Regions from separate parts of the Arachis hypogaea genome. Here region 1 is linked to region 2. Evidence: chromatin contacts called from public Hi-C data. All regions are on one chromosome and are shown on one strand. Each heading gives the region's core, a stretch centred on a gene start, on an enhancer-like site or on the middle of the called end of the contact. The rest is flanking DNA. Distances are from core to core; before and after follow the strand shown.

Region 1 (7,610 bases), core at 1,938-4,437, 110 kb before region 2:
ACTATAAGGACCAATTGAGTAATTAAACCAAATTAAAATATCATTTTTCACAACTACAAATCACATTAATTTGTTAAATATATAACGGCTTGTTTGGGCACCATTCTCAAAAAGATCTTTTTTTAAATGATATTTTTTTAAAAAATTTTTATAAAAATAAAAATAATTTTATATTTAGATATCTCATGTAAAAAAAATTTATCTATTAATTATGTTTGAATAAATTAAGATAAAAATACTTTTTTATTCATTTATTATGTAAAAAACATCTTTTTCTAAGAAAAAAATCTTTTAAAAAAATGTCAATTATAATTTTCCAAAAAAAAAATACTTTTTTATTTTTCTAGTACTTTTATTTTTACTATTAAAAATTTGCCAAACACACTAAAAAATAAAAAAAAAAATCTTTTTCATTTAAAAATTTTTTTATTGATTTAATAACGTCCAAACAAGCACAATATCTTATCCATAATGTTTTGGAATAGACACAATAGTTTGTTAAGAATGTAGTTCAATATTCAAAATGTTTTTCGAAGAATTCATTGTTGATATGAAGTGACAGATGTCACTGTTAACTCCATATCTTATACTGTGATTAATGATTGACAAATAACAAATATAATTTAAAAACTCCACGATGATTCAACACAATGGCCAAAACATGTTGCAGATGATTTCATACTCCACGAGTAAACTACAAAATCCTTGCATTAAAACAGCAAAGGAACTTTGATATGTGTAGAACTGTCTCGGCTATAATATTGAAAACACACATCTAGTTAAATATACACATAGACACCAAGGTGAGATGTTCTTACCATAAAACAGAATCTCTACCAAAGATTATGCAATATCTACACATCTGATTCCCTGAGACAAAGTTAAGATGCTTAGTGTTTAATCATCAGAAAAGTATCTCTCCTCTGCATCAATATTGGCTTCCCTCATCCAGTGATCATCAAGGGTCTCATCATTATCTATCTTAGTGTAATCTAGATGTTCATGATCTTCCCCTAATAAGAACTTCTGCTGCATAATGTACGTAAATTGGTTCATGCGGTCTTCCAGCTCTTCTGCGGATAGAGATGATTCCTGACTCTCTCTCTGGCTGGATCGGAAGCACCACCATCATCACTTATATCGGGTTGATTTAAGTGTCTCTGCTAGAGCAAAAACAAATAAAATTGTTTTAAGTCCAAAAACAAAGATTAGCGCAACACACAATTCAAATGAATCAAATCAAACAAAATTTCACCCCCCACAGTGATTTTGCATGTGTAAGCTACAAGAGTAGATTATGCAAGACAAAGTTAGTCAAATTTAGTAGAAAGTTCATAGACTCAATTATAAATGGTGGTGTGCAGTTGAGATTGCGTATAAGAATTGGATAAGATTATGCAACTAATCACTTCAAACTCATCTGTAGAATCTAATTCATCAACATACATGACCAAAAAGCAACTTGAAGAAGCTGGAGAACATAGTTGAACTAGATGGTATCCTAAAATTTAATTTGCCATTTCTTTGCTCCACAGAATTTTCTTGTTCTTGATCAATTAAATCTCAGCATACAAATATATAATGCATATGTGATTGCTGCTTGCCACAGGCATACATATTAATACATATCATATCCCTCTTATTTAGAGAGAACAGCCAAACAAAGACTGTCCTGAACCCATGACCATGAATAAAGATGATGCAATGTCCCAATTCAAATACATTTATTTAGCAGAATATCCAAATACAAGTAAAGTACACATTAAGAAACATTGTAACCAAAGTACCAGAATGCTCATGCTTCTAGATCAAATACAACACATAACTCCTTAACCGAGCTGAGCATAAAGACTATATAATAAGCTTACAAATTAAAACCTAACTATATCATAAGCAAGGTGTTGCAAGATTATCCTGATAGACAACACCAAAAATAGAATTAAACAAAGCAAACTTGCATTGAAACAGATTAAGAAAGTTTAAAGAAAAGTACCTCAGCAGACTGTGTGTTGCTTCCATCTTTTTCCCTTTCTTCATTCTGCTCCTCCTCCTCTTCCTCTTCCTCTTCCTCTTCCTCTTCCTCTTCTTGAAACCCCTCATTACCGACCCAGTCCCTTTCAGGAACACCCATCCTCTGCTGCTCCCCTCTAATCTTGGCAACCAGCTTAGCTTCCTCACATCGTCTCATTAAGTCTCAGACCAGCGCTCCCCGGGCCTAGCCATGCCCCTGCTGCTCTGGTCCTGAAACTTCCCAACATATTCATGGTGCATATAAGGCTCCCTTTCCCTCATGGCGTCTTCGGAGAAGTAATGCCCATCACACACCAATTTATCCAGGTAAGCCTGCCTTCGGTTCTTCACGGTCACTGACCGCATCCTCAACTCCTCCGAAGTTGGGCTCATTATGCTCCTAATCCCCTTTAGATGCCAATTAACCTCATAGTCGTCTTTCATGGAATCAAACTCTCCCAGCTCATCGCTAATAAGCTCAGAACCCTATCTTTCTAGTACAAACACAGATTATAACCTTATTAAGGATACAGTAATAAGTTAACAACAAAACCCTAACTTAACTCCATTGTTTTCTCAACAGTAAGCATAATCAACTTTGAATTAATTTCTATATTCACTCTCGATATATACCAAAAGTTGCAAGAAAGTGTCCAATCAAAATAGATAAATAACAAGACATTACAACACCTTTGATGCTGAACTTCGTTGATGGAGAAGAGTAAGGGTTTAGAATTAGATACCTAAGAAGAGAGGAACGTCTCTGGAGAGATTTGCTTGCGCTGGGCAGGGAGAGTGGCGGTGGATTGGAGGGCGCGTGGGAAGTACAGGTTCTCCAAACACGATAGCCTCTCCGATATTTTCTCCATCGCTTCCGAACTCATCACCTGCTTCTTCTCTTTCCATCTCTCTTTCTCTTCTCTCTGTCTCGTTGTTTGGCCATGGAACTGGATGTTTGTTTTTTTTTTTGTTTGTCAAGTGAATTGTACAATCCCCAATTCTAGGTATCACAATATACTCACACTAGGCACTCACCCATACAACACTTAAGGGTTCATATTCAACACTTGATAGACTCACCAAAATTTAAACTTGGATGCAGCGTATTAAGAAGCATATGAATTAATCAGTTGAGCTAGGGCTCAGCTGCCTGTTTGTTGTATCTGCCATCTTCTCATGCTCATGGGCCACCTTAACTTGGCCTCTCACATACACTTTCTTTTCCTTTTTTGGGTCTTATACACTCTTATCTTTATGTTAATGGACTTCCTCATGTACCTAGGTTGGATTGAAGATACTTCGGTCTTCATGACCCCAAAAAAGGATACTTTGGACTCTTAAAAACTAGCTTTACGTTAAACTCCTTATTTTTAAGTTATCTATGCAAATAAGCTTTGGATTCGCACATGTAATATATCATATTTAATATTTATAAAAAATTTTAGACTTTTAAAGTATTTAAAATATACAAAAGTCTTTGTAATTAAATATAATAAATTTAAAATATTTTATAATTTTATTAATAATAAAAAATTATTTATATATGTAATTATGTGTTAATAAGCTCAGACAAACATGACAGGATAATAAAACTAATTACTATTAGTGAATCTGAACTTGGTCTATTAACATATTAATGCTTTTATATGAGTCTAAGGCTTTTTAAATATTATTAGGAATTTCACACACATTATTAGAGATTGTGCACACAAAAGCATATAATTTGCATCTATATTTACTAAAATTTTGCATACATACATTAATACAGTTTACACTTATATTTTTTAAAATTTATACATATAAATTAATAAGATTTATTTGTAAAAGACAATTTAATATTTATACTATCAAATAATAATTAAATATACTAAAAATTGATGATCCTCCAGAATTTCTCAACAGAAATTCCTTATCTTGCAATATGTGCACTTGATCTAAGACATAGCTGAGGCCAATGGGTGGAAGCACTTAATGTTATTTGTGTGATAGGTGTGATAGGCATTATGACAAGTGTTCTGATATTGTAATTCCTAGATATTGTAATTCCTAAGGTTGAGTGCTGTCTAATCCACCGTGACAAAAGAAGCTTTGGATTCGGGTTAGCAAATAAAGGCCACTGAAAAATTTCCATTACTCCCATGATGTAGTTACATAATTAAATCAATTTACTTGCATTAAATTAGTAAAGTTCTAATGCATGTGTTCATAAATCTCTTCGATATAAGCTTTACTGTCAAGGAAAATCCCCAATGGTAGTGCAATAATAGTTCGAACATCATCATCCATAAAAATAATTTCATCTACAAAGGTTGAAATTGGCAACATAATTACATTTCTGGGCAACGAACAGCAGCTATGATTCTATGATCAATGAGCAAAGATCGAATGATGGATCCATTTCATGTTGATAGGATTTATGAATAATACTACAAAAAGTACACCATGACAAATGGATAGTTATTGGAAAACTCAAACTATACCCACCCATTTCCTGAACTCCTGAACATGCTCAAGCCTTTTGAGTTGTGCTTCTGTTCTTGCATCTGACGCTTTTAAACTCTTATAAAGATTTTTGTGAAGCCTTAAGAACTCAACTTTGTACATCAACTTATCAGCATACATGTTTTGATCTCTCATATGGCCAATGACATCCATCACTAGCTCAAAGTATCCACCGCGAAGAAAGTTTATTAGTAGTAACTCGTATAGATCTCTATTTGCCAGAAAACCACAACCCTTCATGAATCTCTTAATCTCTCCCCACAAGATTGTGATCTCGCGATACATACCAAGAGATGAATATCCACGTAGCAGATAAGCAAAAGTCTGAATAGTGGGCTGAATGTTCATTTCAACCATTCTTCTATATACCTTTAGTGCATCTTCCATCATTCTCGCCATGCAAAAGAAGTGGATGGAAGAATTAAACTCATACACCAAAGGAAAAATCTGATCTTCATCTTTCAATATTTGAACCAAGGTTACGACCAAATTCGATTTACCAAGTGAATCTGATGTTTCCACACAGTGAAAGTGTTTGTCGATAGTATCATCATCCAATTCATTATCCAAATGAATCCTTGTCATTTGTTTTAGTAGTGCATTTGCTACTCTATGCATTCTACGCCTACAATATGCTGACAAGAGTAACATATATGTATCCCAGTCCATTGGAGATCCAGTAGCCTCTGCATCATCCAAAATGTCATGAGCAGATTCAAGCCATCCAAAGTGAATGCAAGCACCAATTGCATCAGAACACAAACTAGATCCAGCTACTGAATATAGTTCATCTTGAACGCTAAGTAAAAGCTTTGAAAGTTCACTAATCCTCCCATCTTTCTTGTAACCAGTAATGAATTTTGCCAGTGCTCTGTTGCTGAGAACAAGTTTTTTACCTCTATAAAAGATCAGGTCTTGTCTATCTTCAGGTTTAACGACAGAATCGTTCTGCAGCAGCTCATACTCAATATGTATCTTTAACCCAGCCCTAAGGTTACGCGATCCAATTGTAATAGAGCAAGGCTTTTGAAGATCTTTCCTACTTTCTTTATTACCATGACGATTATGTGACCTATTCATATCAAAAACAAGCTTAGCAGCAGCATCAATGTCATTAAATTTGAAGTGCAAGCTCAACAAACTATCATAGAATTGTCGATAGAGGCGAATGAAAGCAGCTGACACACTATCAATGTGATCTTTTAGTTCCCTTATTTCATCTCTTAAACCATTCATCTCTAGAATCTGTGAAACTATTACAACTGTGTGTGCATCAACCACTGTCCCAGTTAGTGCCATTAATTCAATCAGCAACAAGCCCTTCAAGGGTAAATTAAACCTCACACAAGCATCAAGAACAAGGCAAAAGATCGATGCATCTGGCTTAACCACATCCGCAGATTGAGTCTTTTTATCCTTCAAGCAAATGTAAAAGTCACAAACTTGAGACAAATAATTACATGTAATATATGCTCCAATCTCTGTTTTCACAAGGTGCAAGAAGACCAAGCACAACAAATGCATAGGAGGCACACACCCCTTATCCAGCATCAATCTAAGAATCACCGCTGCAGAGGTTGACATTTGCAACCTTGCCAAAGAAAGTGCAAGTTTGGTTAACGTATCAACATGAACCAAACTAGAATTATTCTCCTCTTTAACCACCTGCAAAACCAAATCAAAAGCTTTTCTCGTCCAAGAATAATTAGATGAATAAGACAGTTGAACAATAAGCTGGTTTAGCAACTGAACCTCAGGGTACCCATACAGTGTCCTAAAATCCTGAAAGGATTCCCATCCTTCATGCATCTGATGGTTTCTCAAAGCAGTTTTGAGCTTCTCTAGTAGAATTGCTTGGGTAGAACGTTCCCATGGTAATCTTTCACCGTCACTACTACTAGAAGTGGAATTTTTTTGCAAAATGGGATTGAAATGCCTAGGGAAAAATCTCTGCAAAGTTGAAGCCTTTCTGACCAAACGGTTGTGCAATGGAATGTATCTTGTGAAAGGAAGAACCATTCCAGGATGCCTGTATCTAATGAGCTTGACGCATACACAACTGCAGTCCCAAGAGAGTAAGAAGTTACAAAATAAAAGAGATATTATCAATTAAATAAATAACAATTTTAGATGCAACAATTACATAATCCATTATTCTTATACACAATTAGAACTAGGCAACTAAGCCTCATACTGCCAAAAACAAAATAAAATAAAATATACACAAAGAAAGTGAGGCTGTGATGGCTGAGGAACGAATGCCACCTGCAGAACTAATGACAACAGCAATGGTGAAGACCTGAAGGCTCAATTGCTCAAGGCTGAGAGATGGAGTTGTGATGAGATCTCCGGTGAGCCATCTAGTTTCACTTTTCTTTTCTTTTTTTTATCAATTTTTTTTCATTTAAATCCAACATATAGCTCCACATGTCACTATATCCTTCCTGATGCTTTTGTTTGCTTTCCTATAGCTATAGGAATTGGTCTCATTTCTCTGCACGTGCTTCAAATATTGGCTTTGGAAAGTCACCGAATGTGATAAAAGGTGGAAGTCCCCAAAGTCTTACCACATGCTGGTGACATGGAAATTTCAAAAGTTAATTAAAACACTTGTTAGTTCAAAGAGAATAAATGTAAATTCAAAGAATCCAGAAGTGTGTTTGAAATTTGGACAATCTATTGTTGAAAATCTTCTCTCCTACATATGCATCATTGATGCAAACTTTACCTATATAAAACAGTGATCACTCAACAAAAGAGCAAAACTTTCTTTTGAGGAAAAGAATCCAATTCACTCCTTTACTGTTACCTATTTTTTTTCTACATCGAATATTTTACATGTACCCAAGCATCACCATTATCACATGCAAACACTTCATTGTCATTTACACACTTCCATTTACCCAACCATCACAATTATCACACACAAACACTCCATTGTCATTCACACGGTCACAACATATATTGGGTATACACAAAGTCGTCTCTGCAACATTTCAATTCACAAACATTACAAAAAATAAATACAATATGAGAGAATTGAAAACCGATTCTGTGTGACTTGCACAATATCACATCATCTTAAAAACAAGAATAAA
Region 2 (6,912 bases), core at 1,872-4,371:
AGGTGGAGGTGGAGGTGTTGGTGTTGGTGTTGGTGGCGGTGTTAGTGTTGGTGTTGGTGCCGGTGCCGGTGGTGGAGGTAAAGGTGCCAGTAGTGATGAAGGGTATTTTTGTCCAGAAATTTTTAAAAGGACGATTTTAATACGAAAAAAACGTTAAGAACGCTTCTAAATCGAAAATTAGATGAGGGACGGTATCGATTTTCACGCTCAACTTTAGGGACCAAAACAGTACTTAACCCTAATTATTGTTATAAATATTTTACAACTTAAAAGTATTAAAAATAATTAATATTTATTTTTATCAATTTGGATTGGTTGAATGATCATCTTATTTGTCCGGTTAAGCAAGTATTTGGAGTTCGAATCTCGTCTTGTGTGTATAAATAATCCATTAGTTAGCGACAGACCCTTAATAAATAGAGCATCAATATGTGGTGGATTAGTCGTCCTCGACTTGCTGAGTTAGGAATTCGTAGAAAAAATTATATTTGTCTTTAAAATAGACTAATTTTTCATTAATAGCAATACTTATGGACTTTTGTCTTTGTTAAAATTTACTTGGGACAATTTTATTCGTTGGTATCATATTCATTTTTAAAGTCAAAACAATATAATCAACATTGTTACTCGTTAAAACTTCACATTTTATGAAATAATTTTTAAATTTTCAAATTCATAAACTTATATCATTACAAAGGTTATTAGATCGATTAATATTTCTTGATAACATGGTGTACCGAAACATCATCGTTGAGTATTAGTTAGTGTGAAGAAAAACCAATAATAACTTTTCTTATTCAATATATAATTTATTCTATTGAAAAATAAATTAATATTTTCTAAACTTGTAAATACATTTTTTTCTAATTTCTTACACTATTATTTACTATTAAAAAATAGTAAATGACCATACTATCCTACAATATATACGATGTACAAAGTAATTTCTTATCTTGAAATTAATTCTAGTTAGCGAGATAAAATTTAAAATATTTTTTTATTTTCTTACTCAAATTTAAATTTAAATTTAAAATTGATTAACAACTCATCCTTTTTAAATTTCAATAAAAAAATAAATTGGTTAGATACAAAATATTTAACATTTAATAATTTCAATCATTTAAATTTTAATTACCAAAAATTAGGTTAAAAATTAATTTTAAACTTAATAATCGATAATATATATTATATTAGTACGTAAATAATAATATCCAATGTATTGATATTTATTTATTTTTTTACAGAATTAATGTATAATTTATTGAAAATTGATTTATTATCCAAAATTTTTTTCATAAACTTTGTAATATATGAAAATAGTGATATTATTTTTTATTATTATTTAAAAAATTCTTCATAATTTTTTAATTATGTAATTAACTTTTATTATTGCTTTTATACTAAAAAATATCAATTTATCCTATTTACATATTTTTTTACTACTAATAAATAAAAAAGTATTTGCACTATTATGCTTATTGTCTTAGATGATGACTTAAATTACTTATTTTGTATGTTAAATTTATTAAATATTGTTTGCACTTGGTTCTTTGGTTATCAATATTAGTCACAATTAATTCGTTTCTAATTTTTTTCAAGTACTTTTCATTTCTTTGTTTTTTGAAACTCTAGAAACTTGTTTCTGCATAATTAGTTTGCTGAGTTTGGATTCTGAGTATTTATTTTAGAAATTGTTGCTCATTATCTCGTAAGAACTTTGGATTCTGAGTATTTATTTTAGAAATTGTTGCTCATTATCTCGTAAGAACTTATTAGAAGTTAATTAAAAAAATTATTTTAAATTTTATTTAAAAATAATTAAATTTTTAAGTATTTTATTAAATCGATTCAACCACAATTTAACCTTGATTAAACTATTAAACCATTGAATATGTCACTTGACCAGTTTAATGACGGATTCGCTTCTCACAACCTTGCTTTCCGCTTTTGTAACCCTTGAGGCCTTGACAATTTCATAGTTCTGTACAAATTGTTCTGCTAGGCCGCTGCCAGTTTGAGAGAGATTTATGAGCAGAGTTTGGAACTTTTTTTTTTTTGGTCAATGTCATGGGTTAGGCCCTGTCCAACCCACAATACAAAGAAATAGCTGGGCACATAGAAAAAAGAAAAATGGGAGACGGCAAAACAAAGCTGTTTCAAGTTAATTACCAAAAAACTAATTACCAAAGCTTCCACTTCAAACTCCTGCGCTGCCTTCGAGACTGCTGCATATATCTTTCAAAGCTTCCCAACAGTTCGAGCTTTCACTTATATTTATTTATTTATTTATTTATTCTTTTTTCTTTTTCTTTAGGGATATAGACCAACAACCTGGCCCAGTCTCAACTACCACAAAAGCTTCACCCGACCCGGCTTCAGGCTGCGTTCAAACAGTACTTCCCTCCCACTGACAAAAAAACGGCACTTCCCTCCCCCCGCAGCACCTGAGCATGATTTCCGTTGGTGAACGATAATTAGCCTCCCTACAAATACATACTTAAAGCACCACTCCCTACCGCAACGAACTGTCCGACTCTGCCTCTCTCCATGGATCAGTCTCAGCGCCTCCAACGCCAACGACAACGCAGGACTCGCCTCCCTCCCTTCCTCATCCTATGGTACCCTGATGCACACCTCTACTATGAAGATTCTTGCTTCCTCGGTACAACGCTCCATCCCTGGTTTCCTTGACTACCCAACCACATCCGATTAGGTAGTATTGAAACCTGGGGTCTCTAGCAAGAAACTCAACAACCAGTTCCCTCAAACACTAAGATGGTTGCTTTTGCCGATCTTCTCGGATGATATTCTTTAATTGTTGCGGAGGATCACAAGTCCACGATCGATTAAGTCCATCTCCATCTGCCAATTTAGCCACTGTATGTGCTAATTTGTTTCCTTCTCTTGGAACCCATGTTATCCTTATTTGCGAAATTTCTGTTATCAAATTCTGGATATCTCTGATAATTGCATCAATTTCCCCTATTGAACCTTTCGATTTTAAAGCTTGAGCAAGAGCTTGACAATCTGTTTCAATTATTGATTTGTCAAATTGCAGATTTTGTGCCATAATTAATGCCTCCCTGAAAGCATAGGCCTCGGCTGACAAACTGGAATTGGTTATGATTTTTGTTGCTGAACCAGTTATCACTGACCCCTTCCAATTCCTTACAACAGCTGTGGTTACTGCTCTTCCCGTTTGGCTGCAAAAAGATGCATCAATGTTAATTTTCAACCAATCCTTGGGAGGCGCTATCCAGGTTACTCTTCTGCCTCTCTCTCTTGTTCTATTATTCTGTATACTCTGAACTTTATCTATAGCCCTCTTGTATTCTGATTCTGAGATAGCTGCTCTGATAATTGTTGATTTTGGATTAATTCCTATATTTTGGAACACATATTGATTTCTACTCTTCCACATTGACCAACATAGAAATCCCAGCCTACTTATTAACTCGTCCTGCATCTCTTTACCCTCTTCCCTAATTTTTTGAATGCTTTTCTTTAACCATTCTGCAAAAGATTTTACTGAGTCATATGTGGGTAAACATTGTACCTGGGCCCCGAACCAAGCTGCTCTTGTCCAATTGCATAACAAAATAGCATGCTCCACTGTCTCTTCTTTTTCTTCACAAATCCTGCACAAAGGACACTTAGTTAGTTTCTTTTTATAGAGATTTGCATTAACAGCAATTATATTATGGCAAGCCTTCCATGAAAACATCTTTATTTTTTGGGGAACTTGCATCCCCCATACTTTTTTCCACAGCTTCCCATACTTAACACTTGAAGATGCTTGGTTCATGTTAGCAAATTCTTTTTCTTTTTTGGCACATTGATATCCAGTTTTAATGGTATAAACACCATCCATCCTTTTTGGCCAAATAAGCCTATCCTCTTTGTTAATTGTGCTTATTGGGGTTCTAAGAATCATATCCCTTACTTGAGGTGGGAAATATTGCTGTATCTTTTCCTTGTTCCAACCTACCCCTTCTAACAAAATATCCTTAATCGCGTGGAGCTCCCCATCTCCTGATTTAGCAAGCTTACTCCCTCTCACAGTCCATCTATCTTCCCAAATGTTAATTTTTGAACCATCTCCAATACTCCAACTCCCGTGTCTTCTTAGAAAATCTCTTCCCTCCAAAATACTCTTCCATATCCATGAAGCATGTTTATTGTCTTTGGCCTCCCAAAAGCTACTCTCCGAAAAATATATTGCTTTTAAGATCTTTACCCAAATGGCTTCGGGGTTATTTGCCACTCTCCACGCTTGCTTCGCTAGATGCGCTAAGTTTTGGCATTCTAAATCTTTGAACCCTAGCCCTCCACTTTGCTTGCTCCAAGTAATTTTATTCCAACTTTTCCAATGAATGCCCTTATTTCTTCCCGGGCTAGCCCACCAAAATTTGGCAATTCTGGCTCCCAACTTTTTGCAAAAATTTTTAGGAAACTTTATGCGTATGATGGGATAGCCTGCACTACTTCTTTGATCAAAATTTCCTTACCCGCCTGATTCAACAAGTTCTCTTTCCATCCTTCTAATTTTCTTTGCACCTTTTCTTCTATCCATTCTAGTGCCTTTTGCTTTGATCTTTCCCATTTTGCTGGTAGACCCAAATACTTTCCCGGATTATCCCAAGAAGCTATTCCAAGGATTTCTTCGATATTCACTCTAGTTTGTATGAGGATTTGATCTCCAAAGGTGATACCAGATTTTTCCAGATTAATTCTCTATTCTGAAGCTTCCGTATATTGGTTAAAAATATGTATAATTTGATATATCTCTTCTTCTTTAGCTTCTGCAAAAATAATACAATCATCTGCAAATAACAAATGAGATACGGCTGGAGCTGTAGGTGCCATCTTGAACCCAGATATTAAATTTTCTCTTTCTGCTTTCTTCATTAAAATTGTGAAAACCTCAGCTGCTATAATGAATAAATATGGAGATAGGGGATCCCCTTGCCTTAACCCTCTTTGTGGTTCCACCTCACTTGAATAGACCCCGTTCACCTTAAACTTATATCGCGCGCTTTTTACGCAGGCCATTACCATCTTCACCCATTTTTCACAAAATCCGAAAGCTTCCAGAAGCTTTTCCAAAAAGTCCCACTCCATCCTATCATAAGCTTTATTCATATCTAATTTAATAGCAAGTTTCATAGATCCTTCTCTACTCTTTTTAACAAGTTTATTGAAAGCTTCCTGAACGATGACAATATTATCCTGAATGAGCCTTCCTCCAACAAAAGTACTTTGAATCGGTGAAATTAAATCCACTAACACTTCCTTCATTCTCTGCACTAAGATTTTCGATATGATCTTGTAAATAAAATTGCAACAACTGATGGGTCTTAATTGGTTCAAATTCTCTGGCTGATTGACTTTTGGAATAAGAATCACTGTGGTCTGACTGATTTCTTGTGGTAAAATACCTGTTTCAAAAAAATTCTTCACCACCGCATAGACATCCTCCTTCAGAATATCCCAGTGTTTCTGATAAAACATCCCATTTAGTCCATCTGGGCCTAGCGCTTTTAAACCCCCATGCTAAAAACTGCCTCCTTTATTTCTTTTTCACTTACTGCTTCAGTAAGTTTTATGTTTGTATCCTGAGTAATTTTTCTAAGTACTTCTTTGAAACAGTTCTCCAAATTTCTACTCCCTGATGTAGTAAAGAGATCTCTGAAATGGTCCTCTATAAGTTTAAGAATCTCTTTTTCCCCTTGAACCCATCTTCCATCTGAATCTTTTAATTTCACAATTCTGTTTCTGTCTCGTCTTTGTAATGTTGTGGCGTGAAAAAATTTTGTATTTTTATCGCCCCACTTAAGCCACTTTAATCTAGACCTCTGTCCCCAAAACTTTTCTTCTTGCTTCCATAACTGTAAAATTTTCACTTTAATATGATTAATTTTCTGCTGTTCTCGATCCGTCATGTTAGAGCTTTGTAAAAAATGCAATCTTTCTTTAAGCTTTTCAATCTCCTTATCAGCTCTCTTGAATTTCCTTTTACTCCATCTGCTCAACTCTTCTTTACACTTATTTCTCTTTTTTATAAACCTATCCCAAGATCTACACTCATTTACTTCCATATCCCAGCTTCTTTTTATAAGATCCAAACACTCCTCATGGTCCGTCCAAAAAGCTTCAAACTTAAACTCCCTTTTGCCTCTAGTTTTAGGCTCCATATTCACTACTAGGAGACTATGGTCTGAGCTCACTGCTGGAATAGCTGTAAGAACTGCATTTAAAAACACTTCTCTCCATTCCCAATTTACTAGTACTCTGTCTAATCTCTCTTTTGTAATGAACCCATTCCTAGGATTGCTGAACCACGTAAATTTTCCGCCTTTCAATTCAAGGTCCATGAGTTTATTAGCATCTACAAATCCCCTGAACACCTCTATCTGTATTTTTGGTTTAGGGTTAAGCCCTATCTTTTCCTCTTGTGTTAATATATCGTTAAAATCTCCTATATACGCCTGTGGTCCATTCAGACAGTTATTACTTACAGAGAGCTCTTCCCATAGCTTCCTTCTTTGCTTAAACACCGGATTACCATAAACAAAACACCCTTTCCAACATTTTTCATTTCCTAAGTCAATGTCAGATTTAATAAAGTTATGACACCACGAATAAACATTAATATTTATATTAGATTTCCATAATAAACATAGCCCTCTGGACAATCCCCGGAGTTCAACACAAAAGAACTTATCAAAAAGAAGCTTTTTTCTTAATCCTATTAATCTTCACTGTATTAGCTCTCGTTTCCATCAAGAACACTATGGCCGGTTTAATCTGCTTACACAGATTAGTAAGTTCGGAAATTGTCGAGGCGGCTAAAAGTCCTCGACAATTCCAACTTACAATACTCATGGCTGAGGGTGGGGCATGATTAGGCCC

The links. A called contact is a pair of places that touch in the nucleus more often than the background predicts.
Region 1: a contact with region 2 is called in a Hi-C map of leaf, with 5 times the contacts expected there. The contact joins the enhancer-like site here to the promoter of LOC112764899 in region 2. A contact is called at or near these places in 3 of 8 Hi-C or Micro-C datasets (all in leaf).

Annotation. Positions count from the first base shown.
Region 1 is chr17:120,865,763-120,873,372 of arahy.Tifrunner.gnm2.J5K5, reverse strand. LOC112764533 (pentatricopeptide repeat-containing protein At4g17616) reads right to left here. Exons shown (of 5, transcript XM_025810189.3): 4 at 6,778-7,085; 5 at 4,211-6,571. The coding sequence starts at 6,531. The coding sequence ends at 4,480. It also overlaps the pseudogene LOC112766195. Among protein-coding and RNA genes, the nearest start is that of LOC112764533, 8.1 kb to the right of the region's middle. Within about 2 kb of position 3,187, at least 3 of the 3 cell types and tissues checked have open chromatin away from gene starts, as enhancers often do.
Region 2 is chr17:120,755,528-120,762,439 of arahy.Tifrunner.gnm2.J5K5, reverse strand. It overlaps LOC112764899 (protein IQ-DOMAIN 21), which reads left to right and starts at 3,121. Exons shown (of 4, transcript XM_072223474.1): 1 at 3,121-3,260. LOC140181049 reads right to left here. Exons shown (of 1, transcript XM_072223472.1): 1 at 2,771-6,912. The coding sequence starts at 3,934. The coding sequence ends at 2,771.